2 separate regions of the Zea mays genome follow, and region 2 is linked to region 1. A link is a contact called in public Hi-C data. All regions are on one chromosome and are shown on one strand. Each heading gives the region's core, a stretch centred on a gene start, on an enhancer-like site or on the middle of the called end of the contact. The rest is flanking DNA. Distances are from core to core; before and after follow the strand shown.

Region 1 (3,123 bases), core at 306-2,805:
CGGACGGCCACCGCCGTAACCAATCATTCCTCGGCCTCCCAAACCTTCATCCTTTTTATGCCAACCAAAACTCCACCCTCCTCTCGAGCCCGAGCCCATCTGATCCTCCGATTCAGTTCTTCTCCCCCTACCAAAAGGCCGAGCCCCCCTCAGGCCTCAGCTCCGCCTCCGCGCTGCCAACCATACTCGTCAAGCCGTCACACTTTGTCTCTCTCGTGCCCCGATACTCTTTTTCTTTTTTTTTCTTTTCTTTTTTTTTTTTTTTTTGCTTCCGGGAGCAGCAACCGTCGCCGTGGCCCCGCCTTGGATATTCCATCAGTTTTCGGGTTCTTGGATAGGAGAAAGCGGGGCGCTCAATTCCCCCCCTCCTGATCCTTGTTCCTTGATCGCCGCCATGAGCAACACGCTGCTTCGAGTCTACCCTTCCGACCTGAAGATGCCATGTAAGTGCTTATATTATATGGATATCCTAGCTACCGTTCTTCAGCATATCGGACTGATCGGGTCCTCGCTGCCGTCTGTGTGTTTGATGCCGTGAGCAGTCGAGCTCAGGAAGCAGAACTCAGCGTGTCTTGAGCTCGTCAACAAGACCGACCGGTGGGTGGCTTTCAAGGTGGCAAATTTGAACGAATCTCGTTCTAGTGAAAGGTGCAACCTTGCGCATCGGAGTCAGGCTAAAGTGACTGGTTTTTGTCTCCCCGTGTATCTCTCCGAATCTGCAGGTCAAGACGACGAACCCTAGGAAGTACTCGGTGCGCTCTGCCTCCGGTGTCGTGCCGCCCAGGGGATCCTGTGGCATCACAAGTGCGTCGTCTGCTTCGTGTTTCTTTGTCGTATGGTCTGATCAATCGTTCTCATTGCTATATATTCTGATGAGATTGGTGTAGTAACGATGCAAGCGCCCAAGGAGATGCCCCCGGACTACCACTGCAAGGACAAGTTTCTTGTTCAGAGCATTGCTGTGGAGGAGGGGACGACGCAGAAGGACATTGTCCCTGACATGGTAAATTCTGGTAGAACTCGGGTTTCTGGAGTCTAAATGGCACTGTGCATTGCTTACTTTTACAGTAGTATTGTGTAACGTTAACGTTTGTGGCTTGTAGTTCAGTAAAGCACCAGGTAAGTTAGTTGAGGAGTTCAAGCTGAGGGTGGTCTATGTCCCTGCCAATCCTCCCTCACCAGTGCCTGAGGAAACAGAGGAAGAGGATGGATCTCTTGATTCAGATGTGGACCATGAAGTATCCACGTCCAACTCTGTACGTACTAAATAATCTTACTGCATGTGAGCAAATGATGCCATGTTCGTTCCTAGTGTAATATGATTGGTGCCTTCAATTGTTTTTCAGGCAACAGGACAAGGGAATACATGTAGATCACAAACATCAGATGATGAGGTGTCCCTAGTTCCACCTAAATATCATTTGTCTTTGTGTTCCCTCAGATTCATAAATATGGATCTTGTGCTGATCACCTGCTGCATAGCATATTATCTTAAAAGGACGGATTTAACTTCGGTGTTCATGGAAATACTGTGCTCTAAAAATTCGCAGTAGTAGCCTAATTTCTTTCCTGCTCTGACGTCATCCTCCTCTGGGCGACACGGGCGGCTCCCCATCGACCGCACCCACCGCCGCCGGTCTTCACCCCCGCCGTCGCCGGAGCAGCTCGCCGGAAGTTCGACGAGCAGCGAGGAGGGCGGCGGCGGGACTGCTCTCTCACTCATTTCCCTCCCTTCTTCCACCCACTCCACTCCTCCCTCTTCCTGGAGGTGGCCGGCGACCTGATCCGCCGCTGGGAAGGCCGGATCGGCGGGCTGACTGGCCGGATCTAGGGGCTGGTCGCCGTCCGCCGCTCCTCCCTGCTGGCATGGGCAGGTGGCCTTGTGGCCGCAACCATGGTGGCTCGTGCGGCTAGCCCGTGGCGGTAGTGCCCGCGCTCGCGTGGCCATGGCCGTGGCTGGCCGGCGACGTTGGCGCCCACGCACGCGGCCGGCCCGCTGCGGCGGCGGCGTGGCTCGCTTGTGCTTGTAGCGTGGTGCTTGGATCGGGGGCGTTGGTGGATCTGCGGCTGCCAGCGGTGCCTTCTGCAGGTGGTGGGTCATGGTCGTGGGGCTGGGGGCCGGATCTTGAGCCTCTCCGGCTAGATTTATCTCTCCGCCTCTCGTTTCGGCCTGTGGTGTGGGCAGGGCCGGCTGGCTCCGTGCGTTGCGGCGTGTGGTGGGAGGTCCTGCGACGAAAGCCATGCTCGCTTGCAGGCGGACAGCGGTGACGCCCGCGGGCGCCACCCCTACCCTATCGAGGGTGCCGTCTTTGGACCTCTCGCCCCATGCGGGAACCCTCGCCTTGGCCTTCTTAGGTCTCTCGCTGGTGCTCGACCGGCGTTGGGGCTCTGAGGGTTGGGGCTGGTGGGTTGGTGCGTCGGTGGACGGCAGAAGGTGACAACACGCGATGGCTTGGCGGGGTGACATCGGCGTGGCTGACCTTTCAGCTTTCTTCTTGGTGCTGGCGATCTACACTGCTCTGCTAGGTCTTCAGAGGAAACTTTGCTTGGTTTGTACCAGGCGGGCGGCGACGACTTTTCGACGTCGTTTCTCCTTCTTGAAGGTGCGGCCCAGAAGACCTGCAGTTTGTGTGTTCGTTCGTGTTGTGGAGGCTCTTCGTCGCTCCGCTTGGCTCAATGGTGTCCGTGTTGTGGAGGCTCTTCGTCACTCCGCTTGGCTCGATGGTGTCCGGGCCTTTGTCGCTTTAGGCGTCTGCTCGCTCCCGGAGTTCGACGTTGTGGATCTTTGCTCGTGGTGAAGAATCGGAGCTGCCTCGTGTGGGTGTGTTGAGGCTTGGCAACGATGGCGCGCCGCGGTCTTATTCCTTGCGTCGGTGTCTGAATGTAAGCGTCGTCGAGTTGCTTTGGCAGTGTGCGGCTCGTCTTGGGAAGTCGGAGCTGCTCGTCTCTTGTGTTTGAGTTTGGCAACGATGACTCTAGATGTGTTTGTGTGTGGGGACTGTCATTGTCTAAGTTGTTTGTTAGGTCGTTCGCCGGTTTTTCTACTGTGCGTTCTGTGTAGGTTTTAGGCCCGATTTTCCAAAAAACTGGGTCAATTCCATTCTTCTTAATTGAGAGGCAGAG
Region 2 (3,220 bases), core at 651-3,150, 270 kb after region 1:
CGCTTAATCAAAGTTTTGTGGCTTACGTTCTTAAGTTTTACAGGATCACCTATTCACCCCCCCTCTAGGTGCTCTCACAACCTTATATGGGGTGTCTTCTCTAGGATGACCTTAACCCTTGTGAATAGAGATGGCAATGGGGACCTATTCTCTAATTTCCTACGAAGAATTCCTCAATTGGAGATTGATGAAGGGGTTAATTTCAACCCCATGGGGATGCTAACAGGGAAAAATCCCTCCTCATCGGGTCTGACAGGCTTAGGGATGATCCACCTATCTCTGTACCGAAAACTAACATGTATATACAAAATGTAGATATGACAAAGGCCCAAGTAGCCAAGCCCAATACTGACCCTACCTAAGAAGTATATATCCATGTGCCAACCTAGTAATTGTTACTTTCTTCCCTTCCCAATCTGAACCGTAGGACCGTAGCTCATAGTCCAGCCGCTACACCGACTAACTCCATCACTCTGCTACATTAGTACTCGAACCTCTAGACAGTGACCAAGCCCTCAAGCTCCAACCTCCAAACTTCTTGCAGATTCTCTTAGGTGCTAGGGTTGAAGGGACTGCATAAAATTATTGCCTACTTGGGAGTTGACCTAGTGGCTATCGCCTAGGAATCTAGGGGCCTTGCCTTAGTTGCCACATGCCTCAAAGTAGAAGGTCCATGCCCTAATGGCCTATCCATATCGTCATCGGCCACTCAAGGAGCTAGAAGCTGCAGTCCACCGTTGGCTACCTTAGAAGGTAGGGCATGTCCATAACGCTAGTGAAACAGAGAGGAAAGGGCCATACCTTGGTTGTCGTGTGCCTAGTAGAAGGATCCATGACCTTGCCATTGTTGCGAGTACGGGGATCCGCGAGGGGATTGGATGTGGGAGAAATGTCCCCCAATGTCATTTGTGGAGATGGGGACTAAGATGGCGGGGCATTTCTCAATGGGGAATTCCCATTGCTATCTCTACTCATGAAAACACGCCCTGGTTGCCAACTAGTTTTCATCATGTCTATAAAGATAGGACCCTTTTCCCAACAAATAGTTGAAGGCTATTGATGGCAAATTCGATACGAGACTAAGGAAATGGATGAAAAGTGAATACTTGTCTGCTGCGAAAAAACTAGTATTGATTAATTATCGGGTACATATGTTTATGCTATCTCTTTTGAAATACTTATTTTAGTATTTTAAGATACAATGTTTTGTTCCATAAGAGGAAATTGTTCTAGTTTTGTATTTCAATTTCAATTCAGCCTAGCTAAACAACAATTTAGACTAAGCTTTGCATCAACTTCTTTTCTAGCAAAAACATTTGAACACGATCAATAGATTAAGCTAGCATACAAGTATACACTAAGATGCCTGATTCCAAAAAAGAACATACTGATGTTGATTTAATCCTCGTGAATTTTTAGTCCATGAACACTGATCAGTCTTTTTTATCAGGCCCTTTTTTCATTCTTTTTTTAGAATCCAGGCCCTTTTTACATAATGGATTCAATTGGGCCCGGGTTTCGGTTTGACATTATCCCGTTAGACCAACTCCAGCAACACTCCCCATCCCACTCCGCATCCGCATTTTGCACGGTCTGAGGCACTATTGCGCTCTCCAGCAGGCTCCGCATCCGTCTCCGCAAAATAGACGCCGTGTCCGTGCACTCCCCATTTCCACGCTTTCTCTCTCCTCTCCGCAGCTCTCTGCGTGCGCGCGCGGCTGCTCGCGGGCCTCAGGTGTCATAGACTGCATGCGGAGTGGGATGGGGAGTGTTGCTGGAAACGGAGACGGATACGGAGAGGAGAGAGAATGTGTTGACCGCGCGTTTTAGGGATACGGAGAGGGAGTCTGCTGGAGTTGGTCTTAGAAAGTAGGTCGGCGTCGGCCTGCTTCCAGTTTACCGCAGCGGGGCGACTGACGCGCCTCCGACGACACGCCAGGTCCGGCATCCATGGGCGCCGCGGCGGCCGACCTCGAGGCGCGTCAGCTCCGCATCCTCGGCCGTATTTCTGACCTCGAGCTCGCCGCGCAGCAGCACCGCCTCGGGGCGCTCTCCATCTCCACCGCGCCCTCAGAGAAAGGCGAGGCCGACGCGGGGGCTACCGAGGTTCATCTCGCAGCCCTCCTGGCCGCGCGCGGCGTGCGGGACTTCGCCTTCCGTCGCGTTCCCGCCGACTACTACGACCGCTCCCTCGAGGAGCGGCGCGACCTGCTCCGAGCCGACTCAGTCGCCCAGCTCTGCAAGAGTATCGTCATGGTTTGGCTCGCCCCCTTTCCATTTCCTCGCGGCTGTTTCGTCGAGCACTAAGCATGCCGTCTGCCTAACTGTTAGGTTGACTACAATTACGTTAATTTAGCATTTTATAGTGATTTTTTGTGCGCATAGGATAGTTTGAATAGGATAATTTACTGATGATTGTTGCTATTGAATATTGAACAATTAATCATGTACTCTCTGAAGACTGCAAATAGTTATGTTGAATTTGTTTGTATAAATAGTATCATGGGCGCAATTGCTATGGTTTGTTGGTGGCTAAGTAAAGATCATGCGTTATGCGTTATGGAGTAGTACTGTGCTATCCTGTTGAAGATTCAAAATAAGTGCATAACTGCTGTTTCTCATTATTTCATTGCATGTAGGCTGATGGACAGCAGAGTTTGCTGTTTTATATGCTACTATGTTATGAGCTACGGCAAGTTGCAACGAAATTTGTTATGGCATTTCTATCTTATATCAGAGATAATCAGTGCCAAGTTTATCAGAAGCAGTTGTTTTTTCTCCGAAATAATTAACACTGTCTATAATGCGCTTAATCCTATATAGGATATTACCTAAATCAATTTCCCTTTATTTTTGGTGCAAGTAGCTGTGTTTGCTAATTTGTTGATCACATTTGATTGCTATATGGCATAGATAAGAGATAAAGACCACTATATGCGAGCACCTCAAAGTTTGAGTTGAAAATTTCCTGCTTTGAACATTAAGGAGAGAGGTTGACATGCTTGTGTGCTTCATCAGTTTCTTTTAGAATTTTTCACCCATTTAAAATATCTGTGCAACAGGAACTTTTTAAATCGCATTGGACTTATTTAAATTCTACAGTTCATTGAGAATCAGAGTTGTAATCTGAGCAATGGTGGAGCATCACTGCTTATCAGCTTAATTGGATTGTCTGAACACTAAACAAGTACTATTTTATCCTGGGAAGGACATGCATTGA

The links. A called contact is a pair of places that touch in the nucleus more often than the background predicts.
Region 2: a contact with region 1 is called in a Hi-C map of ear, with 2.3 times the contacts expected there. The contact joins the promoter of LOC100281039 here to the promoter of LOC100304161 in region 1. A contact is called at or near these places in 2 of 25 Hi-C or Micro-C datasets (ear and tassel).

What each region holds. Positions count from the first base shown.
Region 1 is chr5:196,774,726-196,777,848 of Zm-B73-REFERENCE-NAM-5.0, forward strand. It overlaps LOC100304161 (transcription factor TFIIIB component B'' homolog), which reads left to right and starts at 1,556. Exons shown (of 11, transcript NM_001350089.1): 1 at 1,556-3,123. It overlaps LOC100191760 (vesicle-associated protein 1-3), which reads left to right and starts at 91. Exons shown (of 6, transcript NM_001385239.2): 1 at 91-443; 2 at 543-613; 3 at 723-804; 4 at 888-1,003. The coding sequence starts at 395.
Region 2 is chr5:197,041,914-197,045,133 of Zm-B73-REFERENCE-NAM-5.0, forward strand. LOC100281039 (rho guanine nucleotide exchange factor) reads left to right here and starts at 1,901. Exons shown (of 5, transcript NM_001366160.1): 1 at 1,901-2,256. The coding sequence starts at 1,951.